Linked DNA regions of Capra hircus: region 1 is linked to region 2. A link is a contact called in public Hi-C data. All regions are on one chromosome and are shown on one strand. The core of a region is the stretch at or near the end of the contact, and the rest is flanking DNA. Distances in the headings are between cores, read along the strand shown.

Region 1 (6,339 bases), core at 3,625-6,124, 110 kb before region 2:
AGAATATTTTTGAAGACTGTCATTTCAATTACCCAGCAGGCATTTGCAGTGCAAGCTTCTTTCAGAGTCAGAATATAAATAAGTCATGTGTGTCTGCAAGCCCTTACAAATGAGAAGAAGGAGATGGGAGAATAAAACTTTACGATTACCCCTCTGCCAGGTTTAGGGTTTTTTTTTTTTTTTTTTCCACCAAAGCAGGAAGCAGCAGACCCACTCCAGAGCCTCCTGGTGGTGAAATCTGGGGCCTCGCGGGAGCCAGGATCCATTAAGTGTTTGTTGTGCTGGTGACAAGGCTGGAAGCAGCGTGGGAGAGGATGATGAATAGATGCCCTGGCATCACAGCAACCTCAGTGAGCCTCCCGCGGCCCAAAGTTGATTCTCCATATCATAATGGAATCAGACACTTGCCAAGAAATCGACAGGAGGGAGAAGGAGTTTATAAAACATGCGCAGGCTACTCGTCCTGTGGCTGCTGTTCTGAAAGAAAGACGGGAGACCAAACATGGTGAAGAATTCGGGGACACCGACCTGTTGTAACACATGGTGAGATGGGGTAGGTTTTCTTTTCAAGCTCCGCAGAGAATCAAAGAAGCTGAGAAACAGTGGACGTAGAGGATCTCTGACTAACTAGATCAGAAATACGGTATTTGATGAGACGTCTTCTCAGTTCAAATCCCTACAGTCATTGTCCTGAATGGTGCTCCAGACCAAAATCAAGTATTTCTGGGCAAGTATCTTTACCTACCTATGTAGGGGAATAAAAACTATTTATCAAGAATGCATTTGTACCAGGCACAAACTGTTTTACAAACCGGATTCCATTTAACCCTACCTTCAAGGTGGGCCTAACTCGACCCCTAGCACACATGGAGAGACTGAACCTGAAACAAAAGTTCAGTGACTTGCCTGAGACAGCCCATGCATCTTAATTTTTGATGCATTTCAAAGTAAATTGCTGTCATCTATACACTTCTCCTGAAGAACTCAGCATACATATCATTAGCTAGAGCTATTTCTTTATATTTTTTTACTTTTGAGATAAAATTTACACACAATGAAATGCCCAGATCTGAAGTGCACACTCACTGTGTCTTGACAAATTTGTACACTGTTTAACCAAACCTCTATCACTATATGGAGTGATTACACCCATATAGTGGTATTAGCTCCCCGCAGAAAGTTCCTTTCTGTCTCAATAAATTTCCACTCCCAACTCCTGGAGGCAAATGAGATGTGATAATGTGCAGATGATGGATAGTATCAGACCCACTGGTCTCAGCAGATGCTCCGTCATCTGGAAGCATCTGAACTCAAGAGAGCAGGAGGCTGGCTCATCAGAGGTTCACGGAAGCTACCTGATAAGGAGTAACCTCCTGCAGCGCAGCTGAGCTGTCTCCCAGGATTTGGTAGGTGCATCAGACTGATGGCAGATACGTGGTGCTGTGTCCACAAGTACTAGAACACACTGGCACCGCCCAGAGCTGTGGAAACAGGAGCAAGAGTCACTGGGGCCGTCTGGGAGCTGGCTGTCACACCCGAATGCAACAAGCAACTCCTTGGTACTTCATAACAACCCAGAAGTACCAGGAACTCAATGTCAAGAAGTCAACTTGGACCCATGGGGGACACGAGCCAGTGAAATAGTGCTTCCTGTTTGTTCTTCCGGGCAGACAGTTCTGAGACGCATTTCATAAGGCTCCTGAGAAGGTCCTGGTCAAACCAGACACCAGCCACCACCAGCAGTGGTAAAACTGATGATGCGTCTTGAACTGGGTTTCCCTCCTCTCCTGTTCTCCACATCCCTCACTCTTGCCCACTGGGATTACTTCCCAAATAAGTATTACTTCCCAAATAAGCTTGGGAAGATTACTTCTCAAGCCTCTGCCTCGGGCTCTGGTGTGAGTGCATGTGCGTGTGTGTTGTGTAGAGTGAGGAGCAGAGCTAAGACAACTCTGTAGTATTTGCTGTTGCCTGTTTCTTTATTAAGGCACAATGTTATGCGCTAAAACCCACAGATGTTAAGTGTCCAGTTTGGTGAGTTTTGACAAATACATATACATCCACGTAACTGACACCCCCCAATCACCGTAGTCTTGCCAGCGCCCGAGAAAATCCCCTTGTACTCTTTTTCAGTCCAGCCCCAGCCCCACCCAACCACTATTCACATATCTATTGCTGTAGATTCGTCTTGTCTGTTTTGAACTTTATATAGACAGACTAAATAGGCCATATGGTCATTGTGATGGTGGATGGAGAAGAACAGAAAATTCTTTGTTGCTCTCTGACAAGAGGTCGGGTCTATTCCCCTTTCTCTTAAATCTGGCTGACCCCGTGACTTGTACTGACGATCGGATGCTGCAGAAGTGGTGCTGTGATCTCCACGGCTGTGATTTATGGAGTGTGCAGCTCCGCCGTTCTCAAACCTGGATGCCCGCTCTGGCGGGTGGAGCTGGCAGAAGTGCTGGCAGCAGCTGGAGAAGGGCCATGGAAGTCTGAAGCAGCGTGTAGGTGTCCAGTAGGACATCAAGACACAGGAGATGCAGCTAACATGGTACTTAAAGGGCGCCGGAAATCTCTAAAAATAAGGAAGGTGAAAAATATGAGTCAAGCAGGCAATTCAAGGAGCCAGGGGGAAAAGACAGCAGAGTAAAGCTTAAGAAAATGAGATAAATAACAAAGGCAAATGCAAAAACTCATGAAATAGAAAACAGAGAGCATCAATAAAACACGTTTTTCCTTTGAAAAACTTTAGCCAAGAAAAAAGGTAAAAAACCGTATCAAGAATGGAAAAGGGGATTTAACTCCATGTGGGAGACATTTCAAAGTTATTTATAACTACTATGGGGACTTCCCTGGTGGTCCAGAGGTTACAACTCCACTCTTCCAACGTAGGGAGCACAGGTTCAAGCCCTGGTTGAGGAACAAGGATCCCACATTGCTGCAGGCTGTGGCCAAAAGGGGTAAAGAATCTGCTTGCTGATGCAGGAGACATAGGTTCAATTCCTGGGTTGGGAAGATTCCCTGGAGAAGGAAATGGCAACCCACTCCAGTATTCTTGCCTGGGAAATCCCGTGGACAGAGCAGCCTTGCGGGCTATAGACCATGGGGTTGCAAAAGAGCTGAAAGCAACTTAGTGACTAACAACTATAAACAGTGTCCTGTGGCTACATCTTAGCTGAGCTGGGGAGACGGGGAGGTGTAGCCAGCACCAGGTGGTGGACACAGCAGGAGGGCCCAGAGAGGCCAAGGGGGCAGGAAGGCGCACCCCACTCCCCCGAGAGGGGCTAAATTATAATTCTCAAAAGTTGAACACAGCACTTTCACACATAAAATGGACATATGTAAGTCATGTTTCCAGCTCATTAATTAATGAGGGAGCTGATAAGATGTTAAGACCAGCTGAAAGGAAAATCTGAAAATCAGCCATGTAGACAGGCAATCTGGAACGCTAGACCAAACTTGCTAACAGATGCAGAACTGGTCGATGGGGCAATAAAAGGTAATGTTTGAGATCGTCTCTTCCAGATGACAGAAGCCAATTCTATCTGTGTGGGACGAGATCCATTTGCATCGTTGTGGACAGGAACTGTTTCCATATTCTACAGCCCAATTTCTCCCCCATCTGAGCTGCAGAACAGCCTCTTCAAAAGAAAGACAAAAGTCCGGGCAACCCCTGGGGATGGGCCGCACCTGGCCCGCCCAGTGTCTCCTGGCCCATTTGCGAGTCTTGGGCAGTTTCTCTAGACAGAGGATTGTCTTGGTCTGTTCAAACCTGCAGGGCACAGAGCGCCTCGATCCAGGGTGTTAGAATGACCTGTGCAATGTTGAAAGAGCCGGATCCCAGGCCACACCCCGGACCCTTCAAAAATCTGTCTCTCTTGTTGGTGGTGCCTGCTGGCAGAATATTTATTTTTTTTATTGTTTACTTATTGGACTGCACCAGGTCTTGGTTGCAGCATGCAGAATCTAATTCCTTAACCAGGGGTAGAAACCAGGGCCCCGGCTTTGGGAGCATGGAGTCTTAACCACTGGACCACCAGGGAAGTCCAGAGAAGTCTCTTATTTTTTAAAATATTTTATTTATTTACATCAGGCCCCTTGTGTGGCACACGGGAATCTTAGTTCCCTGGCCAGGGATCAAACCTGGGTCCCCTCCCCTGGAGTCTTAACCACTGGACCACCAGGGAAGTCTGCATCGGGATGTTTAAATCTCCAGGTGATTCAGACCGTTCAGAGGACATCCAAGCAGGAGCTACAGGCTAGCAGCCCACCCTCCACTCCCACCCCCTCCTCACCCCCTCCCAGCCTCATCCTCTGCCCTAGCCTGCCCATCCCTCCGCTCCTCTCCCCAGGCCTGGCATCCCTTGTTCCTCGGGGGCCAGTCACCCCTATCGCCACGCAGAGGGTGCCGAGGACACCTCCCCTTCCAAAGCCCCCTCCCCCAGAGGTTAGTCCCAGGAGAAGTCCTCTTGAAAGCGTTTTGCTCCTGTACACAGAAGCAACCACAGCTTGAGAGCAGCAAATGAGCAGAAATCTATCATCCTTAGGAAATTGGTTCCGGCCACCCTGCAGAGTCACAGCAATCAGAGGGGCCCTTCAAGCGCCCGGCGAAATGAATAGGTTTAATAGTGATGCACCAACTGTCCCCGGGACACTTGTAAGCACCTGGGCTGTGGGGCTGCCCCTGCCTCTCTGGCAAGGGCTTAGATCGGGCACTTGGGGGCCTCGGTCCCCAGTGGCTCCTTTCACAAAAACCAGGATGGAGCTGATCTCCTTTCAGACTCCAGATATATTTTCAGCCAGGCTCACGCCCCGTCCTGGAAGCAAACTGGAGAGGCTGACTGGGAGGGCAGGGCTGGCCTTGACTGGAACTGGCCAGCTTTCCTGGCAGCCAGAACCCTGAGCAAGCTGACCAGACAGAGGGTGGAAGGCGGGAGCAATGGCTGGTTGGGAGTCCTGCCCCTGGAATGACCCTGAAGACATCCCAGATCCCTGCAGACCGTGATGGCAGTCAGGCAGTTGAGGACACCCACTAGCATTTGTTCGGTGACCTCGGGCAAAAGAGCAGCACAGTAATACCCTGAGGGGCCACTGAAGATCAGATGGCCCCAAAGACAGGAAAGCCAGCCTCCACAGTGTGAGCTCACTCCCTCCTTCCCTCCCTGGACACCTGAGAATCAGGGCAAAGGCTTGACTCGCCTGCGGGTCTCAGACGTGCCCCTTCCGTGGTGGCAGCCACACGTGACCACTGGGACTCAGGGTGGGGCTGGGGCAAACCCAGAGGAGCCACGAGTGTAAAATACACACTGGGTTCTGAAGATCCAGTTTTTTATAAAAGTAAAATGTCTCACTAATAATTTTTGTACGACTGCACGTTGAAACTATTTGTGGCGCGTGCGTGTGCGTGTGTGCTAAGTAGCTTAAGTTGTGTCCAACTCTTTGCAACCCCATGGACAAAGGAGACACCAGATTCCTCTGTCCACAGCACTTCCCAGGCAACACCGGCGTGGGGTGCCTTGCCCTCCTCCAGGGGATCTTTCTGACACAGGGATTGAACCCAAGCCTCCTATGTCTCCTGTATTGGCAGGCGGGTTCTTTACCACTAGCGCCAACTGGGAAGCCATTGTTGGCATACTGAGTTAAATAAATTATTACAAGTAATTTCACGTTTCACTTTTTCAACATGGCTATCACCAGTCTAAAATGTTTTGTGTGGCTTGCGTTACCTCCAATACTGCCAAGAGTCCTCAGGGCCACCACGGGACTCTGTTCCGGCCCCAGCTCCTCAGTGTGCCAGCTGCCACGGCTGCAGAGCCCCAGGCTGACTCCTTGAAGCCCATACTACACAGTGGACCACAAGGCACCTGTAACGCAGCACACCTGGGCGCCTCTGCCCCACCTCGGCCCCCATCATCCCCGAGGCCACCTTCTCTGCACGTGTGAGCAATTCTTCAGAACTGCAGGCCACACCCTGCCCCATCTTTGCTTGGGGAGACTTTGTGAACGGCCCTGGGGACTGAAAGGCCTGTTTTCCAAGAGGTTTCCACTCCTGAGGACTCAAACTTCCCAGCCGTTGCTCTGTACATCCTGTTTCGCTGGTGGTACCATCCCAGCCCCATGCCCACTTCCTCTCACAGGGCTGTGCAGAGGCTTTTGCCTTGGGTAGAGTTGCTAGATAAAACACAGAACGCCTGGTGAGATCTGAATTCCAAACCAACAACAGAATTTTTTAGTCTTAGTATGAGGTGAGGTGAAGTTGCTCAGTCATGTCCGACTCTTTGCGACCCCATGGACTGTAGCCTACCAGGCTCCTCTGTCCATGGGATTTTCCAAGCAAGA
Region 2 (7,392 bases), core at 4,553-7,052:
AGTGGGAGTGCCCACACAGATTGCCCAGGCCTCAGGGCGGGAGCAGGTAAGGCCTGCAGGTGGCCCACACGCCCGCAGCCCGGCCTGGGCTGCGAGCCTGCCTTCCCCCTCCCCCCGGCGTTCAAGACAGGCTCCAGTTAGCAGCACCAAGTGGAGTACTGCTGGCTCACTCGGCCAGCTTGTCCCCGAGGGGAGGGAAGACTTTTGCCACGGATTCCTTCCTGCTCTGCTGTCTCCTGGGCCCACTGTACAAGCCATTAATGTAGCGGCCGCTTCTGGTGGCGGCTGCAGCAACAGGAAAAGCGGATGCGGCCGGCAGCACCTGCCCCTGCCGCCCGTCCCTGTCCTCAGCCTCTGGGAAATGGGCATCAGCAGTGGGAGGTGGGTGTTTGTATCAGGCCAGCAAGTCGTTAGCATGCATTGATCTGCATTGATGTTACATATGTGTGAATACATGTATAACGTGGATATATAGTGTGCACGCACACTCCAGGTTCTTCCTCTGACTCAGTGGTAAGGAATCCGCCCGCAGTGCGGGAGACCTGGGTTGGGAAGATCCCCTAGAGGAGGGCATGCAACCCACTCCCAAGATTCTTTCCTGGAGAATCTCATGGACAGAAGAGGCTGGTGGGCTCCAAGTCCATGGAGCCATGGAGTTGGACACGACTGAAGTGACTGAGCACGCCCGGGTGCCCACACACACACTTATCCCCTGCTTTTCCAAAATGCACCTTACACCATTTTCCTTTTATGAAAGACCTACATTAACACCCATTTTCAGTAACAGAAATCCGAAGAGGATTTTTGCTTGTGTGAAAGGCGGAGTGAGAATAGCGTTCAGTGTTGGTTTCGCAGCAGCCTTTACAGAGGGAGTGCTCCTGAGTAGTGAGGGAGGGCCCCCCAGGCTCCTTCCCAGAAACCACACTTAGCATCTCAACACGCAGCCACCGCAGCTGTGAACCCTGTCTCAGTATCTGTGCTTTATCTCAGTTTATTCTTTGAACCGGTTACCAGAGCATACCCTAAGGTAATTGCTTCTTCCCTTAATGCTATTTTGACTCACGAAGGGTTTCATAGGACCACTGTACTTTCGGACAGTGGGAATAATAAACAAGCTTGAAACCATGAGCAGCCCATAAACACGGAGAATCCCTAGCATCTGGATTATGGTTACAACTTCTAAGACCTGGTGCAGCCAAATAAATAGAATGGAGCACTTTAGATTGCAATCAACTTCCAACCCCCTGACTGTTAAAATCCATGAATTCATAATTCTAAGTAATTTTCATATAGAACTGATCCCCTTTGGAGGACGATAAGGAACCAATTTTGAAAGCTCGTAAGTAAACAAGGTGAATTTATCCTGCCTTTCCTAAATGGACAGAAGCAGGAGAGCAGTACCCATGAAAGTAACCAAGCTAATTAATTAAAGGAATAACAATGCCGTTTTGCATGAGTGAACAGATATAAGTGTTCAGCATCTTCAGTTGCTCAGTTCAGTCGCTCAGTCATGTCTGACTGCGACCTCATGAACTGCAGCACGCCAGGCCTCCCTGTCCATCACCAACTCCTGAAGTTTACTCAAACTCGTCCCCTGAGTCAGCGATGCCATCCAACTGTCTCATCCTCTGTCATCCCCTTCTGCCTTCAATCTTTCCCAGCATCAGGGTCTTTTCCAATGAGTCAATTCTTCACATCAGGTGGCCAAAGTATTGGAGTTTCAGCTTCAGCATCAGTCCTTCCAATGAATATTCAGGACTGACTTCTTTTAGGATGGACTGGTTGGATCTCCCTGCAGTCCAAGGGACTCTCAAGAGTCTTCTCCAATACCACAGTTCAAAAGCATCAGTTCTTCGGTGCTCAGCTGCTAAGGTCACAGAAGGACAACTGCATATTCTGGTCTTCTGGAGAACTGCAGCCCTGTGGGTTCTTCAGCCTAAGCCAGGCTCTGGGTCTGGCTGCCGATTTGTAGGAAGTATAGAAGATGGGCAACAGCAGAACTGCACTACGGGAAACAAGAGGTTCGGGTTCTTCAACAAATAAATTGTGCGGGGAAGAAAGGAATGGAAGTGGGGGAGTCCCATAAATTAAAGAGATTTTCACTTAACAAGCAAGACCAAACAGTATTACCTAGAGATGCACATAGCCAAGTGATGGTTCCTTCTGGGGATGCAGCCCAGGTTATGGGCGGCGTGGGGCGGTCTTTCCACCGAGTTGCGGATTCGACTATGCTCTTCCATGTCTCTGTTTTATAGTAAGGTTTATTGTTGTTTTTTAGTTAGGGTTTTAGGTGGGTTGTTTTCACCACAAGGAAAGTAATGCTGGTTCTTTCATTGGGAATCTCCTCCTTTTACCTGGACTTCCCTGGTGGCTCAGTAAAGTATCTGCTTGTAATGCAGGAGACCCCGGTTGGGTGCCTGGATTGGGAAGTTCCACTGGAGAAGGAAATGGCAACCTACTCCAGCATTCTTGCCTGGGAAATCCCATGGACAAAGGAGCCTAGTGGGCTGCAGTCCATGGGGCTGCAGAGTTGGCCACAGCCGAGCAACTTAACACTTCTGCTTTCCTTTTACCCAGATCACAAGGTGGGGGCTGCTGGCACCCACGGCCCAAGTTTCGAGCCCGGGGACGTACCCTGCATTTGTGGTGTCTGTGCCCAGGACAGCAAAGCAGTGCCAGCCAGCTGGCAGCAAGTGACAGCCGGGCCCCTGGGGTCTTCCAGGAGAAAATCGGAGGCTGGTCCCTGTAAAATTCTACCCCTTGCTGAGTGCTGCCTATGACCTGCCCTTTCTCTTCCTTCAAATAGAAGCAACCAGACTTTCCCACTCTGACCTTGCCTTTGGGTTTAAGAGTGCGGTCGGTCACCGGGACCTGTTTTGACAGCGACAGAGAGCCAGTTATGAGCCCTGGGGTATCCAAATTACTGAGCCTCTGTGCACCAGCCCCAAACGCCCTTTGTCAAAGTGAGACACAAGGGCAGGGGAGTCTCTGGGCTCTTTCTGGGAACCTAAGAGAGGCGAGTGCCTAGCTCCAGAAAGTAGGACCCTCCCAGCTGCTCCTGTAGAAGCATCCAGATTCCCATGGAATTGTCGGGCTGCCGAGTCCTGCTCCTTCCGTTTTGCCAGGCTGGTCTGCATCCCTGCTCAGAGTCCCTGCGTTACAGTCAGAGAGCAAAACCCATCCTCAGCCCCCAGCTGGAGCCCCCTTCCGGCCGATGAAGGTTAGTCACAGCTCCATCCAGGGAATTGCGTCCGTGGGCGCCACCTTGTGGCCATGAGGAAGATGTGCATGCCCGTCATCGAGGTGGCAGCGAGCGTCTCTGCTTTCATCTCTGCCCCTGGAGTCCCAGCTATGGGAGAAAACTCCCACGTCTGCTAAAATCTTGCCTGGAAGAGGTGTGATGGTTAATTCTGTGGGTGGTTTGGCTGAGCCGTGGGGCCCAGCTATTTGGTCACCATACAGTTCTGAGTGTGTCTGTGAGGGTGTTTTTGTTTTTTTTTTTTAGATGAAATTAACATTTACTGGGTAGACTGAGGAAAGCAGATGGGCCCCATCCAATCAGCTCAAGGCCTGAATAGAACGAAAAGGTTGACCCTCCCATAAGTTAGAGAGGATTCCTCCTCCCCAGTGGCCTTGATCTGAGACACTGGCTATTTCTCTTTTGGAGTGGGCACCAGCTCTTCCTGAGTCTGCCATCTGCCTGCCTTCAGATAGGAGTCAGGCCGTCAGCTCGCCTGGGTCTCCAGCTCGCCCACTGCAGGTCCCAGGACTCGTCAGCCTCCATTATCACATGAGCCAGTTCCTAACGCCAAGCCTCTTTCTGTACAAATACATCCTATTATGTATATACATCCTGTGGAAACTTGATAGATTGCAGAAAGTTTGCTCCAGTCCTGGCATTGCAAAGCCTTTGACATTTACCACTTACAACAACAAAAAGCCTGATTTATCTGGAATCATCTCTCCTTGGGGTGTGTGTGTGTTTTGATTTGGGTTTTCCCCTCTATAGGTTTATCCTTCTTTATTTTACGTAGAATGAAATTCCAGGCTGTCAGAGCTGGGCAAAGAGCTTAGACTGATCTGAAAGTGAAAGCTGCTCAGTCATGTCCAACTCTTTGCGACCCCATGGCCTATACAGTCCATGGAGTTCTCCAGGCCAGAATACTGCAGTGGGTAGCCATTCCCTTCTCCAGGGGATCTTCCCAACCCAGGGATCGAACCCAGGTCTCCCACATTGCAGGCGGATTCTTTACCGGCTGAGCCACAAGCTCTTACAGCTTAAGAAGGTGCAGCTCAGAGAAGGGAAGGGGTGCTCCCTGAACAGCGGCCCTGAGTCCAGCCAGGAGCTCCCACAGCCCCGGTTCTCACCTGCTTGCTGTCACTGATGATAAAATGCTGTTGCTGATGATAAAATGGGAGGAAGCAGGTTATCTCCTCAGGTTGCTGTCAAGATACAGCCAGTAAGTGGTTATCAGAGCCGGTCTGCTAATGTAGGGGTGCAGGACAGCTGGGACGCTCCAAGGACTTGGGGACCCAGCCGGGGCCCAGGTCTGAGGAGACACCAGTACCTGCCGGGGAGGGTCCTCTGGGATGAGGACAAGCTGCCAAAGGCGAGATCAGAAGGCAGGGCACACAAAACAAGAAAGCTTTGCATCACCGTCTCCTCCCATTTCAAGGAGGAAATGAGAGCCACGGGGGTGGTTAGATGTCGCTGACTATCCCCCTGCTCGGCCGACCATGGAAATGGAGGACAGACAGCCTGCTGTGGAGGGAGGTGGCTGCTGGGGACAGCTGCTTCAGGGCCTTCCAGCACCTTCTCTCTGTCCACCCCTCACCCATCACCCGCTGTGCAGGGCTGAGCACAAGGCCCGGGGTGGGGGCACAGCTCCCGCACTCACAGTGGGTGTGTGTGTGCTTGGCCCACGGCTCTGTCCCCGCCGGGGCCAAGGACAGCACCTGCCTCAGGGCAGACACCCCAAAATATCTATGGAGTGAAATGGAGTTCTCCTCACTTCTGGCCTCACGTGTGTGCTAAGCCATCACAGTCGTGTCCGATCCTGAGACCCCATGGAGGCCTGGCAGGCTCCTCAGTCCACGGGGATTCTCCAGGCAAGAATTGCTGGAGTGGGTGCCCATGCCCTCCTCCAGGGGATCTCCCCCACTCAGGGACTGAACCTGCATCTCTTACGTTTTCTGCATTGCCGGGCGGGTTCTTTACCACCAGTGCCACCGGGGAAGCTCCAGGTGGAGGCTGTCTTTCTCCATCAGACAACGTGAGCGAGGATGTTTCATGGCTGGAGGCATAAAAGTGCATGAGAGGCAGTCTGGACTCACTATACACTCAGCACTGAGACAGTCAGCCCCCCGTAGGCACAGGTTTCACGTCCACAGATTCAACTGACCGTGGCTGGTTCGAGCCGCAGGTGGGCGAATCTGAGGACTTGAAACCCGTGGCTGTGGAGCCCAGGTGTCCCCTGGATGCCCTGGATCAGGGCTCCACAGGGGCGCCTGGACCCGCTACCCCACCCCGGAAATCGAGGGACACTGCTCATGTTTCCTTCTGAGTTTAGGAGAAATTAAAATATGTTCTTGGCCCCCAGAAGAATCCTGAGCCGGCCTTCAGGGCCTGGTGGGGAAGGTGGCCCTGGCCCAGCTGTGGGGTGGCCCCGAGGGCAAGGTGAGGCACCTGCTCACTTTCCTGAAATCCTGGGTCGGGAGCCGCCCACTGACAGGTATGCCTTGAGCCCTGCCCGGCAGCTCTGTCCCTGCCAGCGCTTCTCGGACAGGATGTCACCACCCTTGCACCCCCTCGGGCACTGGCGTGTGTAGGCATGCTAATGTGTGCATGTGTGTGAGTGCTGGGTCTGTGTTGACACTGCGGAGGTGTCTGGGGGATCCATGCAGTATAAACAGTGTGGGAGAAGCCTGGAGGAGGGGCAGGGTCCCTGGTGGCCAGTGGGCAGGGGTAGGGGTGATGCTTAGCTCTCTGGGACCTGGTCACCTGGTTTCAGAACCGCTCTCTGCTGACCCACGGATAGACGAGCAAGCGGGAGATCCTTTGTGTTCAGAAGCGAAATAGAGAAAGTCTGAGTTCTGCTCAGCAAACCGAATGAGGACGGGCATCAGGTGTGGCCGGGCACCTCCCTCACCTGTGCCTGGATTCTGCCGCCGCAGGACTTGGCTGCTGGGGACAGGGACCTGGTACCGAGGAGACGAGCTGCCCCTGGACAAACTCAAAGGGTGATGGCCCATGTCCAGGATGGACTGCATCCCTGAGTCACCATGGGAAGTGGCCTCTGCCTGCCTCTCACTGGACTACAGTGAGAGTAAGTCCCCACTGAACGTGACGTCAGGGTTTATCCGTCACTACTGCAGAAAGGGGCTTGTCCTGACAGATACAGGGAGGAGGTCAGAGGCGGGGGCGGGGGGATCAGCTAGGTCCCCAAAGGCCTTATGGGTCCTGCGAGGCCACCAGCTTTTTGGTTTAAGCTCTGAATGAGATGGGGCAACTGTTAGTCTTTATGAGGTCAACTCTATTTTCTTTTCCTTAACAGTTTCTGGGTTTTACATTTTGCTTAGAAAGGATTTCCCCATGCTAAGTTTTCCTATATTTTGGGGGCATTCCCTGGTGGCCTAGTGATTAGGATTTCAAGTTTTCACTGGAGTTGCCCGAGTTCACTCCCTGGTTGGGGAACTGAGATCCTGCAAGCCACACACAACACGACAAAAACAACAAAAATTTCGCTGCATTCTTAAGTTGCTTTCATGGCTTTACTTTTTTTTTTAATACTTTAATCTCTGATGCATCAGATGTTGGTTTTTTTAAATTAAATTATTTTTGTTTATCTTGATGCTGAAGCTGAAGCTCCAATAAACTGGCCACTTGACACGAAGAGCCAACTCACCGGAAAAGACCCTGATGCTGGGAAAGGTTGAGGGCAGGAGAAGGGGTGCGACGGAGGATGAGATGGTTGGATGGCATCACTGACTCGATGGACATGAGCCTAAGCAAGCTCCGGGAGACAGTGAGGGACTGGGAAGCCTGGCGTGCTGCAGTCAGTCCGTGGAGTCGCAAACAGCTGGACACAACTGAGCGACTGAACAGCAATTTTTGTTTGCGCTGGGTCTTCATTGCTGCAACCAGGCTGCAGAGAGCGGGGCCTACTCTCAAGCTGCAGTGAACAGGCTTCTCACTGTGGTGGCTTCTTGTTGCAGAGTGCAGGCTGTAGGCTCACGGGCTCAGGAGCGTGCCAGCTCAGTAGCTGAGAGCTGCTGGCCCTAGGGCATGTGGATTCAGTAGCTGTGGCTCGAGGGCTCTGGAGCTCAGGCTCAGCAGTGTGGTGCATGGGCTCAGTTGCTCTGCGGCCTGTCCAATCTTCCCCGACCAGGGAT

The links. A called contact is a pair of places that touch in the nucleus more often than the background predicts.
Region 1: a contact with region 2 is called in a Hi-C map of blood, with 2.2 times the contacts expected there. The contact joins two enhancer-like sites. A contact is called at or near these places in 2 of 5 Hi-C or Micro-C datasets (both in blood).

What each region holds. Positions count from the first base shown.
Region 1 is chr19:54,015,591-54,021,929 of ARS1.2, reverse strand. No RefSeq gene overlaps it. Among named protein-coding and RNA genes, the nearest start is that of SEC14L1, 52 kb to the right of the region's middle. Within about 2 kb of position 4,874, at least 2 of the 5 cell types and tissues checked have an H3K27ac peak or open chromatin away from gene starts, as enhancers often do.
Region 2 is chr19:53,909,446-53,916,837 of ARS1.2, reverse strand. No RefSeq gene overlaps it. Among named protein-coding and RNA genes, the nearest start is that of SEPT9, 27 kb to the right of the region's middle. Within about 2 kb of position 5,802, at least 2 of the 5 cell types and tissues checked have an H3K27ac peak or open chromatin away from gene starts, as enhancers often do.